2 separate regions of the Gossypium arboreum genome follow, and region 2 is linked to region 1. Evidence: chromatin contacts called from public Hi-C data. All regions are on one chromosome and are shown on one strand. Each heading gives the region's core, a stretch centred on a gene start, on an enhancer-like site or on the middle of the called end of the contact. The rest is flanking DNA. Distances are from core to core; before and after follow the strand shown. Region 1 holds the start of LOC108475012 (probable protein phosphatase 2C 11). Region 2 holds the start of LOC108475630 (mitogen-activated protein kinase kinase kinase 3-like).

Region 1 (4,455 bases), core at 393-2,892:
TACAATCACAACCACTGTAGCTCTCATCTTTCTAAACCCCTTATTGTGTCCATCATCACCACCTGCCACCGCACTTGTTTTCCAGAGTCTGCTCCGATCTTCCTCTCTGCTATCTCTCCACAACATCTCGTTTTGCTGAAATGTAACGTCTCCTCACCTTACCACAAATGACCCAATCTACCCTCATTGTGAAGTTCATTTCATCATAGGAAGCGTGACGCCAGAATATCTAATAATGATGATAACTAACATATACCAATAAGAACTTCAAAAGTATGATTACTGATAAAAATGAAAAAAAAAATTTGAAGCAAAGAAGGAAAATAAACTTCACGTAAAAAAAATTTGAAGCAAAGAAGGAAAATAAACTTCACGTACGAAACGAATTCTTAGCACAAAACCTCCAGCATCATTATGTTGATCATGTTTAACAACACAGATACAAATTATAACAACTGATGTGCCACAGAAGTAAATAGAAGACCGCTAGCAAGAGATGAATGAAGTCCCATACCCATAATTATCCCTTGTGCTCCTCTATAATATGAACTTGTTAGCGTTCTAAATCTTTCCTGTCCAGCTGCATAAAGTGAAGTTATGAATAACAACTTATTTCTATTCAAATCACCAACTCATTTTACACCAAACAAACACAATGTATAAACAATACCAAATTCTACAAACATCCTATAGGAGGTGTCCAAGGAGAATAAGAGCTCCTTGCAGATAATTCATACTTAGTCTACAGTTGATATGGAATATGGAAACAGATTGCAAACTTGGACAGTCCTCTCTTTCAAATTAACATGGAGTACCATGTCAAATACACGTGCGTGTATATACCTATATATATATGGATGAAGTTTGCAACTTCCACCAATATCATGATCTAGTGCATAATACATTCAAATGTGCTCTAAGAACTTAAAACGAAAGCAATAAACATTGAAAATTTCCACACAATATCTAATGCTATATTCTATCTTAACCATCAAAGGGAAAAAAAATCCTAAAACAAACAAAAAAAAAAACAATGGAAAAGGCAAAAGAAACAGGATCTGACGACGTTTACCAGTGTCCCAGATGGCAAGCTTCAGCTTTTTCCCTCCAATGGTAACGTGCTTCACCTTAAAATCCACACCTAAAAGGAAAAAAAAATCAAATCACTCAGTCTTCAAAATTTTTAAAACAAGTTAACCAAAAAAGAATAAAGAAAAAGGAAGATAGGTAAGGTTACCAATGGTAGGATTGAGTTCCTCAAAGGTATCTGAAGTAAAACTCAAGAGCAGAGTGCTCTTCCCCACACCCGAATCCCCTATCAGTAACAACTTAAACAAACAGTCAAACTCAGGTTGACTCGTCGACGATGCCTCCATCTTTTTCCAATATCTTAAAAACTACGAGATTTATATTGCAATTTGGATCTGGAAAAAAAGAATGGAGGAATGAAATTTGTATGTTTCCAGAGAAAATCAATGCGAAACAGAAAGTAAAGTGTAAGAAAGAAGAATCTAAAATCTTCTATAAGTCTTCTTTTCTGTCGGTCTCTATAACAAAGCTTAAAATAAGCGTTTTTTTTTAAAAAAAACCCTGCTCGATTACTTGCTCAAGCGGTTTGGGATTGGCTTTGGTGCGGTATAGAGTAGGCTAGCTGATTTACTCCTGCCTTTATGGCTGTTGACTCGTAATAGTAAAAATTATGCAGATAGGTTAAAATATGCTGCTAGTCCTTGTACTTCTATATAATTTGAGATTTAGTCCCTATCCTTTAAAAGTTAAAATTTCAATCCTCCTAATTTTTTCAATTTAATAGGTATTTTCCATTAAAATTTGTTAAGTTAAGGTACTTATTTTTCATCAATCATATGCCACATCACATTAGGGCACAGAGGTATGCATGGGCCCGGCCGGGGTGGGTTCGGGCGGGGCCCAACTAAAAATTTAGGTCTATTTGCTAGGCTCAAGCCTGGCCTGGCCCGAAAAATGGGCCTAAAATTTTGCCCAAACCTGACCTGGCCATATATTAATTTTTATATTATTTTTATATAATTTTAAAATATATATAAACCATAAAAATACTAAAAATCAAAATAAATATTTCTCAACAAATTGAAAATAAATTTTAAAAAATATGTATACTTAAATAACACTAAAATAAATACAATTTAACAAGCAAATGCCTCTAAAATAATAACAAAATTAGCAAATGTCTTTAAAATAATAAAAAATTTAACAATAAAATAAGTTTTATATAATATCCAAACAATAACAACAAAATAGTATCAACATAATACTAAAATAGTAGCAAAATAGGGAGAAAATAATAAGAAAATAATATTAAAAAACAATTTTTTTCATTTAGTAAATTCAGGCCGGGCCCAGGCCAAAAATGTCTTACCCGAGGCCCAACCCATTTTTTAAACGGGTCTTACTTTTTTGCCCAAACCCTCCCACATTTTGGGCGGGCCTTCGGGCCGGGTCGGGTAGCCCGGCCCATGCAGACTTCTAGGCACAAGGCACTATGCCAATTTGACAAACTTTGACAAAAAATACTTATGATTTTAATAATTGGACTAAGTTCTGTAAAAATTAAAAAGTATAAGAACTTGATTTTAAATTTTTTAAGTATAGAGACTAGATCATAAATTTTGACAAAGTATAGTGACTATCCAACAAATTTTAACCATGAAGATATTAAGATTAGTAAATAGTGTGAATGATCATTTATTTTATCATTTTTCTTGTATCCGGTCAGCTAAATCCTACAATTTATATCTTGTACTTTTTTTTATTACAATATGTTACTTAAATTTTAGGGTAAATTGCCTTAGTTAGTCACCCAACTTTAAGACACTTTTATTCTGGTCACTTAAAATGAAATTCTTGCAATTTTATCACCCAGCTTTTAAGACACTTTCATTTTAGTCACACAAGAGTTAAATATCTAACGACAGTTAACTGTACATGCCACATCATATTTACACTTTCATTTTAGTCACTTAATTTTTAGGCTGCTTTCATTTTGGTCACCCAAAAAATATATCTCTTTAAAGTATTGATCGAGATAAAAAAATTATATTAAGGATTAATGTAAAAAAGATAGAAACTAAAATAATGCATTAAAATTGTCAAATTGTACTTGTTTACCCATTTTCTAGAAGTTTTAAATTTCTTTTTTAAATATTGAAATTTTAAATCTCAAAACATAAAAATCAATTAAATAAGTTATTGAAAAATTTATCCATTAATAGTGTTAGTCGATTTGTTACCATAATATTGAAATTAATTAATTTAATCACCTTCTAAAATTTAAAATTTATTTTATGTTTCCAAATTAAAATAAACTCAAATAACTTAACTCTTATAGTTGCCTATGAAACACAAATTCTTGAATATTCCATATTAAGCTAAAAGCAAAGAAAAATTCTTGCAATCAATTAAATTAATTAATTTTATCTTTCATGCCAAACAAAACTCATAAATTTTTCATCACTTCTTTACCCAAACGAAGAACATGTAACTTTAATTAATTGTAAGAATTTTTTCTTTTACTTTTAGTTTAGCATGGAAAATTCGAGATTATATAATAAAAAATTAAACTTTGTAGGCAATTATTAAATATGAGTTATTTGAGTTGATTCCGTTTAAGGATAATTTGGAAATATAAAATAAAATTTTAAAATTTAGAAGGAGATTAAATTAATTAATTTCAATACTATAGTGACAAATCGACGACACTATTAAGGGATAAAATTTTCAAATAACTTATTTAATTGATTTTGATGTTTTGAAATTTAAGTTTTAATATTAAAAATTTAGAATTTTCAGCAATGGAATAAACAAATACAATTTGACAATTTTTGTATATTATTTTAGTTTCTATCCTTTTTTTACTTTATCCTTTGATTTTTTTACCTCAATTTATACTTAAAAAGGACTTTTTTCTGTGACCAAATAAAAGCGACCTAGAAGTTGGTAACCAAAATGCAAGTGTAAGTATGATATAACATGTACAGTTAACCGTCGTTAGAGATTTTACACTTAGGTGACTAAAATGGAAGTGCCCTAAAAGTTAAGTAACGAAATTACAAAAATTGCATTTTAGGTAATAAAAAAGAAAATGTCCTAAAAATTGAGTGTTCAACTAGGTAATTTACCTTAAATTTTACAGTAAACTAACAAAATAGCCACTTTTATTTACCTCAGGTTATATTTTAGTTACTTATGTTTGAAACGTTATATTTTAGTCACTTACATTATCGTGTTGTAAAATTTTAGTCACTGATTTGTTAATTATTGTTAATGGTGTAACAATAAGTTGACATAGTACATTAAATCATTATTTCAAATGAAAATTTTAGATTAAATTATATAATTGGTCTCTATATTTTTTTCGTTTTGAGCCATTTAATTTTTTTCTTTTATATTCTTTTAATTTTTTTTCTTTATTTTCTA
Region 2 (4,406 bases), core at 399-2,898, 190 kb after region 1:
TGTTTTAAGACACTGAGATTTTGTAAAAACCAGACCAACCTGGTTCAGTTGTTTGAGACATTCTTTTGATGGTTGATCATCTGTAATGACCTTAACTTCCTTCACTGCACACATTGTTCCATTTTCACTGTTGGAAAAAGTAATATATAAAGCTTTTTCTTTTGAATTCATTCATATGAAAGGGCAATGAAATTATATCAAATATTTTACCTATTAAATCCAGCATAAACATGTCCAAATGTCCCTCTTCCTAGAAGCTTCCCTTTCTTCCATTTAGATGGAGATTTCGTTGGAGGTTTATTAGGTGAAGTAGGAGGAGGAAGGGGAAGACGATGACATGGATGTTTCTCAGTTGGGGATTCTAAACTGGCATCCCATGGTGACAGATATCGAGGTGATTGATGCATATACGAAGCTTTTGATCCTGAATTTGAGCCTTTTGACCATAAGTTGCTGTTATTTTCTTCATATACTCTACAACCAAATCATAAACTATGTCACTTATATATCAGAGTTTTTATATTAATATTTTCTAAAAGAATCATGTGAGCACCGTAGCTTTAATGATGTTAACAACAGGGGAACCACCAGATGAACGGTATAAAATATCCAGCTATTATATTTGCCTTTTCTTCATTAAGGCAAAAGAAAATACATTAATTAGTATTACAAGTTTGGTAGATGATAACCGACACATTTCTGCACATAGCTTTTCAGGCACTTAAATTATAAATTATATGTTAAATAATTTGTCATAAATGATAATTATATCTTCTATTTTACTTTTTGTTTTTGTTAATAATTTTTATGCTAAATATACTCGATTGTTTACTGTAACATTGTAGCAATTCATTTTATCATTTTTTCTTTAATTTTTAATCAATTTCTTTTTAGTTTAAAATGCCTAAATTTACTTAAAATTTAAATATAATTTAATTTTATAATAATTCAATATTTTCATTATTTTTAATGTTGTATATAATTTGATAAAGAAATATAAAACAAAGAGGGTGAAGTTTTCTGAAAATCAAACCAGTATTGAGTGGAAATTTATGGAATTTTCACTAAAATCTGTATCAGATAGTTATTATTTGATCTTCATGAGCAAAACAGAAGATGAAACAAGTTTTTTAAGGAACTTGAGAATATAAGCTACAAACCTGAAGGAACTGAAATCCCCATGAATATCATCATCATCATCAGAAGAAGAAGAAGATTCATTTGAGGTAAAACTTGAAACTGACACCCTTTCTGAACCAAAACTTGAACCCCTTTGATGGGACTCCATTGATGCCCTACATGAAGAAGCTGAAGGCTGTGGCAATGGATAAGCTTTCTTCTCCCTACTTTTACTTCCTAAATCTGAATCAGAATCCCACAACACTGAACACCCATGAAAGGAGATTGGATGAACTTCAATATCATAACTGTTTCTCGGAGATTTTTTACTCGCTGCAGCTGCTTCATGCAAGCCTTTTGGCTTCTCCATGCTATGTTTATTGTTGTTCCTTGTTGTATATGTTTTCTTCATGCTCTTTTCTTCCATATAATAAAGCACTGTGTGAGGAAGAACTAAGTTTGTTTTAGGCTGAAGTTGTGCTTTATGAACCCACTTGTTTATATAGTGGTTAACATTAATGTGATACCGCGTGCTTGCCTGTATATACACGGGTGTGTTTATCTACCGAGGCCTTCCACTGGCTACTTGGTTTGAAATGATTTAATGTACGTCCAATCCTACGGTAAAATTTTATGACAATCCATTTTTGATATAAAATTAACTTCAGGTATCTTTTGATTTTCGAATTAAAATGGATGGTACCTGGATAGAGTCAGGTCTTCTCCATTTTTGGTTTGTTTTTGGATAGGAAATCAATATTACTTGGAAGAAACTTCGAAAATAAGCATATATCTAAGGACATTTACTTGACTCTTTGATTATCTGCAATTAGTTTAGATGTTCATTATAAGAGCAAAAGATTGGTCAGATTATTACATAATGATGACGAATTTATGATTCCAAAGCAAAACAGAAAAACATATTGTCACTTCTTAAATTCTCCATTTTAAAACAATATATCAGAGCAGATCAAATACATTCAATTATGAGCATCTTTTCAACTGCACAGCCTTGTCCTTAAATATACCATTAACCACTTTTTTCCTTAACAGTCAATCACTAACAAAGATCTTGCATCTTGTTGTATCAGACAACCTTTTCTTTTTATATAGGAAAGGATTGTAACTTGTTAATGGAGGGAAACTTGCTAATAGAAGAAAGTGTTAGAAAACCCAACAATTTCAACCCTAACTTATTAAATGTCACCTTTCGAAAAACAGACATAAGCTTTTTGGTTTTAATGCTTTGTCTTCTTCTGCACATTTGACTTGTCTGCAACTTCTCCAATACAGAAAATTGCTTCCATGAGAAAAACACAGATTTGGAAAATTCAAACAAGTGCAAGCCACGAAGACAACATTCAGTACTCGTCAACTTGGTTTCAACTGCATGCATGCCGCCCTGGTGGACATGGCAGTGGATAAATTATTGATGAAATACATGGCATCAAAATGCTCTCCGCTACATTTTAGATATTATTGGTTTTGTGTCCCATTATAATAAAACCGAAGTGGACCTTACTGCATTGATGAATTGTCTTTGTCAGCTAAACAATTTGCAAAACCAGCAACTACCCCCCCCCCTCCTCTTATGGTGGAAAACCGCTGCCTTTCCTTTTCTGTTAAATGTCCACAACCTATATGATGATGTATGTTAGTTTTCTTATTTAGGGTGGACCCTTTAATTATGCATGAAAACTATGGAAACTTTTGACATTAGAATTCACAGTTTTGGCCATTGTTTCAAAGACATTAAACTCGGCAGATGATTGGTTATTCTCGTATACACTACAAGAAAAATGAGTATTTTGTAGATGTTAAATTTAATTTTTAAAATACTAATTACAATAACTAAATTAAATTATTGCTAAATATTATAAAGTTAGCAATGACTTTAACATATGTCGTGTAATTTAATTTTCTTTCTATTAATAGTAACAACACGATTTGTCGTGATGAATTATTAGTAAAAGGTATAGCAACTAAACAAGTTGTTGCTAAACCTTAAAATATTAGTAAGAACCTTAAAATGTTGTTACAACAAAGTGAATTGTTAATGAAATTTGTAACGACTAGAAGAGTTGTTAAACGCTAAAATATTAGTAATAGCCTTAAAATGTTATTACTTAATTTAATTTTATATTTATTCATTGCAACGACACGATTTATCGTTATGAATTATTAATTAAATTTGTAATAACAAAATAAATTATTGTTAAATGTTAAAATATTAACCATAATCATAAAATGTTGTTACGTATTTTAATCTTCTACTTATTGATTACAACAAAATGATTTGCCGTTATCAATTATTAAAAAAGTTTGTAATGATAAAACAAGTTATAAGTCATTTACACATATTTAAACGTGAGTATACGTAAAAAAAACTGGAAAAAAGGGAACATGTACGTGTTCGATGTAGCTGTTTGCTTTGCCTTTCATGGAGCAAATGATTATGAAAATCTCAAATTCGATGTCCTTCTGTCTTGTCTACTCATAGTTAAGCAACTTGATTCAGTTTCCCTGGCGCAACCCTTCCTAAAATTTCTTTATCAATAAAAAGAATAGGACGATCACTTATTATTTAGTGCCTGATTCATCGAACATAGTACAAGGAGCTGCTTCTCTAACAATGTTTGATACCCTTTCAAATTGAATGTTGGATATACATTCATATATTAAGTCGTCGATATTATCACTAAACTCTTGCGTGGACGAGATCGAAGAGATAGTGCTAGAAACAGCTAACTAATTTGTTGCATGCTGGTTCAAATTTATGAAAGCTGTAAATTTTCAAATCAGAAATGAGATTCAAGCATTATTAGGTTTAGATCATTTCATACCGATTGAAGAGTTGTTTTCATATAGAATGTAGGATTGTTTCTTAGCTGCTAAATACACTTTGAATTATATTATTTCACATTTGATAGATCAAATTAGAATTGTTTAGTAAAGATAACACAAATAAATTTTTCTGTATGACCTAAATTCGAGAATGACTACACTTTGGATATTAAGTTAAAATTAATGCTTAATTTTGATTATGTATAAGTTCAATTATGTATTAATCAAGTCCTATAAAATAATGAATATTTTAAATTACATGAATTTATCAAATCCAAAAATATTTTTGTTAATTTATATATTTCTCTTGTCGTGCTATAGTCTATGTTCAAGGATTGTGGCTACTTTTCTCAACAATATTGTCTTCAAGATTCAAACCATGTTCTTCCTTAAAAATATAATGTGTCTAATCATTGCACTCAATACTTTATACAAATATAAAT

Evidence for each region. A called contact is a pair of places that touch in the nucleus more often than the background predicts.
Region 2: a Hi-C map of leaf shows a contact between it and region 1, with 2.8 times the contacts expected there. The contact joins the promoter of LOC108475630 here to the promoter of LOC108475012 in region 1. A contact is called at or near these places in 2 of 5 Hi-C or Micro-C datasets (both in leaf).

What each region holds. Positions count from the first base shown.
Region 1 is chr3:125,599,168-125,603,622 of ASM2569848v2, forward strand. It overlaps LOC108475012 (probable protein phosphatase 2C 11), which reads right to left and starts at 1,643. Exons shown (of 16, transcript XM_053026312.1): 1 at 1,238-1,643; 2 at 1,073-1,141; 3 at 515-580. The coding sequence starts at 1,376.
Region 2 is chr3:125,787,779-125,792,184 of ASM2569848v2, forward strand. LOC108475630 (mitogen-activated protein kinase kinase kinase 3-like) reads right to left here and starts at 1,649. Exons shown (of 9, transcript XM_017777613.2): 1 at 1,161-1,649; 2 at 211-474; 3 at 40-127. The coding sequence starts at 1,546.